Linked DNA regions of Triticum aestivum: region 2 is linked to region 1. The links are chromatin contacts, called in public Hi-C maps. All regions are on one chromosome and are shown on one strand. The core of a region is the stretch at or near the end of the contact, and the rest is flanking DNA. Distances in the headings are between cores, read along the strand shown.

Evidence for each region. Hi-C and Micro-C count contacts between places; a contact is called where the count stands out from the background.
Region 2: a Hi-C map of leaf shows a contact between it and region 1, with 4 times the contacts expected there. The contact joins the promoter of LOC123166252 here to the promoter of LOC123163831 in region 1. A contact is called at or near these places in 2 of 5 Hi-C or Micro-C datasets (both in leaf).

What each region holds. Positions count from the first base shown.
Region 1 is chr7D:270,511,395-270,516,839 of IWGSC CS RefSeq v2.1, forward strand. It overlaps LOC123163831 (probable uridine nucleosidase 1), which reads right to left and starts at 2,000. Exons shown (of 9, transcript XM_044581214.1): 1 at 1,613-2,000; 2 at 626-741; 3 at 489-548; 4 at 1-84. The coding sequence starts at 1,673.
Region 2 is chr7D:270,792,103-270,797,586 of IWGSC CS RefSeq v2.1, forward strand. LOC123166252 reads left to right here and starts at 1,319. Exons shown (of 1, transcript XM_044584021.1): 1 at 1,319-2,086. The coding sequence starts at 1,379. The coding sequence ends at 1,987. It overlaps LOC123166250, which reads left to right. Exons shown (of 12, transcript XM_044584019.1): 9 at 1-49; 10 at 158-225; 11 at 536-593; 12 at 677-994. The coding sequence ends at 766. It overlaps LOC123166251 (kinesin-like protein KIN-5C), which reads right to left. Exons shown (of 22, transcript XM_044584020.1): 10 at 5,329-5,382; 11 at 5,163-5,243; 12 at 4,980-5,091; 13 at 4,632-4,894; 14 at 4,394-4,555; 15 at 4,187-4,294; 16 at 3,939-4,097; 17 at 3,780-3,863; 18 at 3,477-3,682; 19 at 3,278-3,379; 20 at 2,870-2,979; 21 at 2,630-2,781; 22 at 2,119-2,538. The coding sequence ends at 2,347.

The DNA.
Region 1 (5,445 bases), core at 750-3,249:
CTTCTTAGTAGTAGGTGCAGGAAGAGACAAATTACCAAGACCATCAGATCCATGAACAAAGTCAGCAACGCGTGGCTCTCCTCCCTATAATACAAAAGTCATGTCATTCAGCTGACCAACCGAAACTGTAGTTTAACATAGTATTATTGGAGGTCTCAATTCTGAACTCCATCTACCATATAAAATATGTAGGCTCATGTTACATGCCACGCTACCGACTATCTATCAATGAGCTAATAATATGACATGTAGAGCAAGTAGGAAAAAGAAAACACCCACTAGTGCAAATACGAGATGGCATCTTGTACAATCGATTACTTGACCTTAGCTAAACGCTTTTGATGGATGATAATCCAGTAGGCACTCAGAGTCATTTTTAATTGATAATACAAAATGCACACTTCTAGCATCAACTAAACAAGAAACATCCAGTTGCAAAGCCATCGTGAAGTTCGAAATGTACAGATTTGCAGTGTGAACCATCGTACCTTAAGAGGCTCCGGGCTGCCCTCTGCTACTGGAACCTCAGGATGCCCTGCTCTCTCACACTGTCCTTTGAAGACTCGAAATGTTTAGCAAAAGCAAGAATCAGAAGAAGCAAAACTCAACAGTGTCCGACGCTCACCAGCAAGAGCGCATTGCGTGTAGCATACTCTGTAGTGACATTGCCGAATATGGTTGTCAGCCCAATGATCTCCACACTTGGTTCTCCAAATGCCATTAGAATCGTCATGCTATCATCTAGAAATCAGAGAAAGCAGGCAGTGAGAATAAATAGGGAATAATAGCTTTTTACAGGTGAGGTTTTTTTTTCGTTTCGAGAAGGAGATATCAGTACAGACTGTAGTTTGAGTTGCGCATGCAGCATACTGGTACGAAGCTGTAGACATTGATAGCCAGTGTAACATTTGCAAAGTATGTACACCAGCATCCTATTGTTGTTGATCATATAACTGGAAGCTTAGCTGTGAACTTGTGGCAAAGGCAATAATATAGTTTGGGTTGCTGGAACTTGGCAAGAAGCATATATAACATAAACATTTGCCAGTCATGAAAGTTGTATCCAACAACGTAGCTGAGATCGATGTCACTATGTTGGTGTGAAGATACAACTTCTATACCATCAATTAATTACGGTGCCGTAAACTAGCAAAAGAGTTACTAATACCGAATTGATTGTCCAGTTGGGTGCTAATTAAGTAGTATTACTCCACTTGCAGAAGAAAACTGAACCACAATTGCATTACAATTTTCCTGCTCGACTCCACTGAAGAAGGGACGGGGGTAGGACGAGAAACCGTGGTGATGATCGAGATGGTGGCACGGCACCGTCGCTTTCGTCGGCGGGCTGGGTTGACACGCCATAACCCAACCAACCACGTGCGAGCAGAGCAGAGCAGTAAAGCAAAAGCAAACCGGAGCTTTCGTGGTACTACGTGATGTTAGAATATGATAACGAAACGTAATTTCTGCCTACTCCAGCCAACTCACTCCTCCATCCATTCCATTCATTAATGTCAGCAACAGGTGGGATTGGGAAAGCGCAGAAGTAACAGGGAATCGAAGCGAGAGAGAAACAATGGAGAAGGGAGGGAGGGATTGAGGACAGCACCGATGCCGGGATCCGTGTCGATGATGACCCTGTCGCGGCGGATCTGCCCGTCCTCCCCCATCGTCCTCGGGATCCCTTCCCTTCCCTTCCCTTAGCTAGCGAGGGGAATCGGAATGAATCAACAAGGAAGATGCGAGCAGAGCCAAGTGGATGAGCGGACGCAACCTCGCCCTTTCTTTCTTTCTCCAGACTGTCCTTCTTTTTCCAACGAGCCTCGCTTCCCCGGACTTTTATACACGATGCAAACACGGAAGGTTGGGGGTAAAGGGGGTGTCAGGAGCGCCAAGTTCCTTCCTCTTGCTGCTGGGGCTGGGGATTAGGGAAAAGGAAGATGAGATCTTGCGCTGGAATGCCCGTCGGATCAGCGTGGCCGTGTCTCCTAGGCCGTCGGATCTGGATTAGATGGGATAGAGCAGGACAAGTGGAGGAGCTTCCATGGAGATGGGGGGCAATAATAACGAATGAATCATGTCCAGAAAGGAAAAAAAAAGAATCATGTCCAGAAAGCAAAGGCATCCCCACACTCCATCGCAATAATAGTACATACTCTCTCCGTCCGTACGTCTAGATAAATCCATTTCTCTGACAAGTATTTTCGGACGGAGGGAGTAGCTTTTTGTTTGATTTGACGGGGCTACATGTGCGTAATTTTTCCTTTGCGTGTTACATGTGGGTAATGTTAGTTCAGTGCCTTCTCGAGGTGTCGGTCAGAATAGCCTCCGTCGCAATTGGTGTGAAATAATGTTGTTTTTGTCTCACGACAAGAATTATGGATCAGAGTACGTGGTTTTTGTTGCTAAAATATTCATTTCATCAACCAAAAAAGTTATATAACCAATAATTTAGTACTTAGTGCCTAAGCTATTTAATAAGAGGTCAGAGAATTGGTCGCAATTCCGTTGGCCTGCACTCCAGGAGAAGGGAGGTTGCCACCGACGGGGAGCTCCAGCCTGGATCCATAAACGTTGTGGAAGGGAGCCCCGCGCCACCCGAGGCGCCAAGAGCCAGATCTGGCGCGGCTAGATCGAGCCACCCAGGCAGCCACGGGCACGCCCCGCACCGGCCCACCACGCCACCTTCAGGAACCACAGCGGGGGGCGAGGCACACGCAGGCCCCAACCACCGCGCCACCACCACCCGGTGGCCGCCTGCCCGCGCCAAACTCCACCAACTGAGGGAAGATGAGATCTCGCCGCCACTGATGTCGACCGGGCTTTGCCAGGCGGCGCGCCTCGATGGCGGCGAGGGGAGGAGGTGGCGGAAGGGGTGGGGTCCCGACAACGGCACGGTTGCCCTCCCGGTCGTCCGCGGGAGCGGCGTGTGAGGGGGGGTCCTTCCTCCTTTTTCCTGTCCCGCCAAGAGGTCATATCTATGCTCATTATGTGTTGTATTCTCTTGACAATACATTATGAGTTAATATACACACCCTTTATGAGAGAGAAAAATGAATATAGCCACAAGGGTGTTTATACATCGTGTTCTTGTTAACGACATTGCATGGAGGCTCCTTAGACGTGCTCATCGGGATGAAAACCCAAGATTTGACCTTCAGTGGTTGTCGAATAACGGCATCGTTTGTTTGTCGTTCTCTTTTTGAAGGTATCGCTTTCAGAAAACATTTCTTGTAGTTCATCCATTGTTAAGGGCGGTTGATGGTGTCGTTACTTGTATGTTGTTTGTCTTTGTCGTGTCGTTTTTCTTTTCCGTTTCTTCTTTTTATCCGTTTTTTGCGTGCATCCTCGGTGTCTAGATTGTGTTTGTATATTTTGTCGTTGTAGAGATCAGATATAATTAGTATAATTATATTGATATTAATATCTTACTCCATGTTGGAAAAAAATGGGCCGTGAACAACCGTGAGGGTTTGCATAAAATGTGAAATTCTTGTATATGTTCCAGAAAGAGCGGCCCCGGCGGAAATCATAGGCTTCATGCCGTGTCTACTACGTAGTACACTCGTACCTTGGCCAATGGCCATTCATGTTCTTGCTTCGATGTCTCAAGTCTCAGCTAAAAGTGAAGTACATTATTGAGCAACAAGGACCAGGTTGATCATTAAGCTAGCTCACCCACTAAACTAATCAAACCAGGTTGTTGGAAATATGAGCAATTTATCATATGATTTTATTAACGGAAATACTAGATAAAGCATGACTAAAGTAGCAGAGATAAAGCAAGTCATGCGATCTGACAAAGAGAAGGTAGATAACATCTGCAAATATAAATTAGAATCGAACATCTCTAGAGTAGACAGTAGACCAAGTAGCATATATGAAGTAGAACCTATCATGTGTATGGCAAGGACTAGAACAAGGAACTGTGGCAGAACCTCTAACAGGAGAAACAAGAACACGTACGGGACAGCAGCTACAACAGTAGCACTGGACTTGGGGTCGGTGTCCTCGGTAGCCATGTCGTGGAGGAGGTTGTCGACGTCGGGGAAGTAGTCGTCGGAGTCCGGGGTGTCCGTGACGAAGAAGTCAGTAGTCGCGCAGAGCGCTCCTCAAAAACCTTATCACCCTTCTCCCGTACAGAACTCAAAGAGGTGCGGTTTCGGAGGCCTACTGTCCCGACCTGCGGTGCACGCCACAAGCCGGGATGAGGAAGATCGTAGCAGCAGCGCAGTGTTCAGGAACCGGTGGCGAGAGGAAGAATGAGTTCTAGTACGTTACGTCTCTTTGAGAGGAGCGACCTCCCTTTTATAGGCGCAAGAGAAGGAGGCGAGAGCCTGCGTCGGGAGCTGAAGGGAATGAGGGAGATGAAACGAACATATAGCAGCCGAATTCGTATTCAATATCCACTACAGCAAAAACTTTCCAGCTCCCGAGTGACCTTTCGTATACCCGTGGTGCGTGGCAAAAATTTAGACATCGACTCGGCTCATTCCCGCGGCGCGGCGTGTCGTGGCGAGGCGTGGCGTGGCGAGGCGGGCGGCGGCGGAGGAGCGCGCGTGGATGTCCCTCTTGTTCTCATGCTCATACATATGGGGAAAGAACCTCCCTTATAAAAAGATCCAACTCCCTCTAAACTATCAGTGTGGGACTAAACTTTAGTAGTGTCCCTTGCCTTGCACGAATGGGCTAAGTGGGCCTCTAGGATTTATTAGGAATTTCTGAAATTGTTATTGGGCTAGGCCCATAAATAGATAAAATTCCAGCAATCCCCCACCAGATCCTAGAGCCACATAGAATTTGCTTTTAGTTCCAAAACACTGTTTTATATATCGGTACTGCAGTGGAGACTGTTAAGTTGAACTTCCACCTAGAACTCTATGCTACACTAGTAAGCAACTTGAACAGTGGACTGGGCCTTGAACTGCAAGTTTTCTGCGAATCTAGCTTCACATAAAGCCTTGACCGATACATGGCTACCGTGGGTCTTCCCCGCGGGTGGAGCTTATGCGTCATACTCCGCGACCTTTCATGAGTTTACTAGAGAGAACCCTACTCTCATAGATTGCGACGTTTAACAATCAGACTCATATAGGTGTGTTCTTCAAAAGATGTTCTGCAGGACAACATCTCTGCTTAAATGAGCCACTTAGAACACATTAAGATATACATCAACCTGCCATACAGTTTTAGGAGAGTATTGCATCTTCATGGAGTGGTATTGTTAATAGTAAGGATACTCTCCTCTCAGTTGATCAACAGCTTGTCTTCCACATCTAATTCACGGGATCTCCGATCACAAAGAATAGGTTACCACTGTGAACAACTCATATTGTGGGTCTCATACCCATCTCCCTCGATGCATTATCTATCACATTACGTGATAGACCCTTAGTAAAAGGATCTGCCAGATTTTTAGACGTTTGGATATAATCCAATGCA
Region 2 (5,484 bases), core at 69-2,568, 280 kb after region 1:
CACTCCTGCAAAGCTTCCATCCCAGCCAATAGAGATATGGGCATACGAGGTCTAACCCTCACTACTTGTCATTATTCACAGCATTATGTTATTATTTGCTGTTTGTCGTAGTGTATTACCATTTCCAGGATCTGATTGTTGCAACCTTTATTATCAGGGATCTCCTTTCTGTAAAATAGCGCGTGAGACCCTTGTCGAATTGGAGTTGCCACACTTGCTACACAGGTATTTGAATGCTTGAAACTTTGGATTACATCCGTAAACAAATAGCTGAATATTCTACCATCAGAGCATTTATAACAGTGCATAACAGTTGTATAAATGACCAGTAGCATTAGTATAGCATTACATTCGTGAACAAATCAATGAATATTCTGCCATTCAACAATATGCTAACAGCCAGAACTCCTGTATAAGCGACTAGCGTAGCAGCTAAATAGCTGAATATTCTACCATAAGAACAACTTGTTGATACTATCCATATATGTAGCATGACAGACACAACAATGTAAGTAACAAAAAACTTTTGCTTCAGCTGTGCGCGTGGCAGCCCCAAGCGACAGGATTTTTTCAAGAAATATGGCCTTTTCCAGGTTTGCATCGTCGCGATTTATGCTTCTGCTGGTAACCTTTCTCCACATAACCTCTGTTTGATTTAATCTTACCGTCTTGACAGGCGCCTTATATCGAGGATCCTAACACGGGGGTAAAGATGTTCGAGAGCGCCGACATTGTAGAGTATCTGAGGGCAACATATGCTGCTTGAGAATCCCTGGCACTATCTTTTCTCAGTAAATATTGAGCTCATAGCCTGCCATGTCTCTTCTCATGTAGTTGATCACATTCTTTACTAGGAAAATGGTGCATCCTAGATTATATAAGGTGTAAATTCTATTCGCTGCAGCTGAGACAGCGTCTATCTAAGAAACACTGAATTTGAGGCTGTAGAAAAGTGAAATAAAATCCAGAAATGGGAGTCTTGTTGTTTCTTTCACGGGATGTTTCTGCTTGTTAGTTCCGATTTACATTCAACTTTTTTTTCGATACAACGATTACATTCAAAAAAGTAGCTTAACAATCTTTTTTTTTTGAGTAACACTAGCGTAACAATCCTTTTTTTTCTTTGAACGTAACAATTAGAACCTTGAGATTCCCTCGAGAGAAGTCGATCTACCCGTTCCTCGTGGGTCCAATAGTGACAAAATGTTAGCGTCCCAGCCCAGCTCCCAACCTTCGCCTACGTTTGGACGTTTCCAGTGGCGAGCCCACTACATCCAAAAGACCACCAACACCCAATGGCCCAACAGCCTAACACAAAAGTGGCACGCCAAGAGCCTGATTCATTCCTGCTCGGGAGTAAAAAAACAGCGCAGGGCTCATGGAGATGGAAGGAAACCAAATCCAGACCTCGCCCATGGGGTCCGCGCCGTCAAGGTCATCCCCCCGGCAGTGGAGCTGGGGCTCGGCCCTCGCCGGCGCCGTCACCACGGCGGCGGCGGCGGGCGTGCTGGTCTGCAGGCCGAGGGACCCGAGCTTCGAGCTCATCTCCATGAACCTGTCCACCTTCCACTTCCGGCCGCCGGCGGCGCTGGACATCGGCCTCACCCTCACCGTCCACGCCACCAACCCCAACGTGGTGCCCGTGCGCTACGGCGCCTCCAACGTCTCCATCCTCTACGGGGGCACGCTCCTGGGCACCGCGCGCCTCGACGCCGGCCAGCAGCCCGCCACATCGTGCCGCCTGCTCCACCTCCCGGCCCGGCTCGACGCCATGGAGCTCGCCCACCACGCCGGCGCCATCCTCGCCGACGCCACGCGCCGCCACATGGAGCTGGACGCTGTCGTGGAGATCGCGGGCGAGGCCGTCGTGCTGCTCTGGTCGCGCCGCTTCTCCGTCCGCATCGACAGCCACATCGTCGTCGACCCCGTCTTCCTCGAGGTCGTCGAGCAGGACAACCGCTCCGAGATGCAGCTCTACCTAACCTGACCTCAGTTAGCTGCTATGTGTATCACCACCTGAACCCTCCCTCAAAACCTTATTCGTCTGTGTGTGCTTTGAAATGAAATGCAATGCAATCTTTCCCAATTCCAAGCAATGAAATGCAATGCAATCTCAGATTCCAATGCAATGTCCCTTCATAGAATTTCAACAAGAATAATCGGCAGCTCCACAATATCACACAACAAATTGATACTACATTCTAGCAGGAATGTGAAAGACAATGGGTGAGGGCTAAGATAGCTCGCATCCCACAAAACACATAGCACAACAAGGACATCAAAGCCAGCAGCGATTTGATGTCCTAATAAGATTACACTGCACACAGAAAAGTATATCGTTGTTTCTCAGTTGAGTGTCGCAAGTGGCGAGCGAGGGATGAGCGACGGCTTGGGTTCCTTGCTCGATTCATAGGGATGGTTCTCACGGAACTCATCCATCAGGGACTCAATTGGCATCGCTCGCAACGACTCGATCGTGCCTTTGCTCGGGACTTCCGGCTCAGACCTCATCGGAGTTTCGCCAGTCGGCTCATAGTCCTGCAAGAAAACAGCATGGTAGGGGAGTTCAGTCAAGATAACTTGGGGCATTGGGGAAAGATGACAGTTCTTCACAGAATTTTCATCTCACCCTGTAGCTGCTTTGGAAAGCCTTCTCGGCATGTGTGTTGACGCCTGAAGTCTGCCCAGAGTGGTTCTCCTGCAAATGTTGTATCTCTACCGAATGTGCTTCCACCGTCGACACAACTCTCGATGTTGAATTACGTGCCTCTTCCAGTAGATCTGAGGCAAAGGGACACACAAGCAAGTCAAGATTAGATGGGGAACACTCTTATTGAATAAGCAGTCATGTTGAGCACTTAGAAATTACTGTCGATATCCTGGAGTATTTCTTTGCTACTGTTGGATGCTTGCTCTTCAGCCAAGGCGCGAGATGATGCAATCTCCGCTTCATGCTGCTCGTTGTTTTCGATTGCACCCCTGAAATATCCAGAAAGCAGAGCTAATTAGACCCCCATGTTGAAAATATGGGATTAACACAAGACATGGTTTTGAGAAATTCAGAGGTGTGCTCTTTTGATCCAAACTTATGCACTGACATGTCAAATTGGCACCCAAATTGCCTTAACTCAAGCTAACTTAGATAAAACCAGCATGAAGAGTGCTAAAGCGGGTTGAACTATCTATACAGCAAAATCAGGGAAAACCGAAATCTAACTGAACAAAACAGGCTTGACATGTAAGCAAAAACAAAAGTGATGAGAACAAATCTACTTGCCTGACAAGTACTTCAACTTCAGCCACTTGTTTTGTGCACAAATCATTAACTGCAGCATGGGATTTTTTCCATTGTTGAGCAGCAGAGTCGACAGTGCATGCACTGGACAAGTCCAATAAAGATCATTAGTTACAAAATTTCATCAAATTAAAATGAATCAGTGAATGTTGAAACATTTCATGCAACTGTTCAGGCATACCACTCCTGCATAATTGTTTCCATGCGGCAATGCTTAGCTGAAGAGAAGCTGGAGCCAACTTTGCAGTCATTCTCCGCTTGCTCTGCAAACATTTCCCACTTTCTCTTGGCATCCTTTGTGACACCCTCCATAGCAGACGTATGCTCATCCAGAAATGTCTTGTTACCACGAGCAGCATCGCCAAGAGAGTTTAATCTAACATCCACCTGCAGGAAACAAACATCAGGTTTATTCTGATTTTCGTAGGTTGATTGGTCATTTACAAACAAATTGCCCAAGTGGTACATGCAAGTCCAGACGCACCAGCTCTCTTTGTCGAACAATGTGTTTGGACACCAAACTGGTGATATCCGCCAGAAGCCTCTGTTCCTCGGACTTTGATTGTTCCTGCACGAAGTGATGGTATTAGATAAACCAACATGATTTTGCCAGTGAGTAGTGAACAAAAGGGGAATGGATCACCTCATAAGCCTTTTGAAACTCTTCAAGGCTTTTGACCTGTGCTTCATGAGTGTGGTTCGAGTGGTTCTGCAACTTGGATGTTTCCTCCGTGTACTTTTCAAAGAGCCCAAGAATGAAGCTGGACATATCCTTCGTCCTATCCAAGCTAATGCAGAAACTCTGTTGACAACAGGAGCAAAGTTTAACTTTCAGCTAATCATAGCTAAATTATAATGAAAATCTGTTGACAGTCGGATCAAGTAACTGACATCACGCAATTCCTTAGTGAAGTGCGCCAGTTCGCTTCGATGGTCGGCTAACAAACTCTGAATATCAGTAAATATCTTCAGTGCCTCTCCCTCAACACATGCTAGAAGCTGTCAGCAAGAATATCCCCGTGAGAATGAATAGAAGCAAAGGATAAGCATGTGAGACAAACAAAAAAGTGTTCACTGAAAAAGCAGGTCACAACATGCCTGGTCAAGACTGCAACAGCTTGCTGCAGACAGAGATGATACATCCTCCAATGTAGAATTTGTGTTTGCCTTATGTAGGAGCACAATATTTTGAAAAGCTTCCATGTGCGACATATATAACGACTTCGAAGCTAAGATCTTCTTCTTTATCTCCAATGTAGCCTTCAAAAGTTAAACCAAGAATAAATAGCATGCAACATGGAGTATGAGCCCAGACAATTATTGTGTAAATGTGTACCGTGTCATGGGAATCAACGCAAGATTGGCATAGGACTTCCACAGCCTTTAGGTGTTTGTTTTGTTGATCTATGGATGCAGTGAGAGTACTGGAGAGAATATCCAACTTTGAAGCAAGATCAGCTTGGAACGAGTTCACCACCGACCTATTTGCAGCACTTAGTTTATCTCCTCTAGCTATTTTCGAATGCAGTGAAGCATTATCACGGCTAGATTTTTCAAGTTCTGATCTCAGAACACAGGCTTGATGTGCTAGAGCATTTTCTGATGTGCAAAGGTGCATTAAAATACAGTTAGAACTAAGAAAAGATGTGTTTGCAATAATGAAAAATGGGAAATAAAACCAAACCTGCTTTTTTCTGCTCAGATATAATGAATTCTTTCTCCTTGAGATTATAATGGGCCTGTTTTAAATCCTCTTTTGTCGTTGAGAGCAGGTTGCTTGTATGGTCCAGACATTTCTGTTGAACAAGATATTAATCTTACAGTACAAAAAATCATCAGATGATTATAAATAGGAAATATAATTTACCTCTGTGGCTTCGAGCTTTTTGCTCAAATCAGCAGAATGTTGGAGCTCAGAATCGTACTTTTCTTGCAGATCAGTGATTTGCTGAAACCAAAAGCAAAACATTGATTTTTTTTTTTAAACATGGACAGGGACATGGAATTTTCCAGCAACTGAGTAGTTTCTGTACCTTCTGATTTGTTTCTAAAGAGGCGGTCATTTGCTCAATTTGATCAGCCATGGCCTTCAAAAGAAATAAAGGAAAAGTTAGTTGGTATAAAGATACAAGGAAGCTACCACATTTCCGTAAAGAAAAGACAATGTGAAGATACATGTTTAATATCTG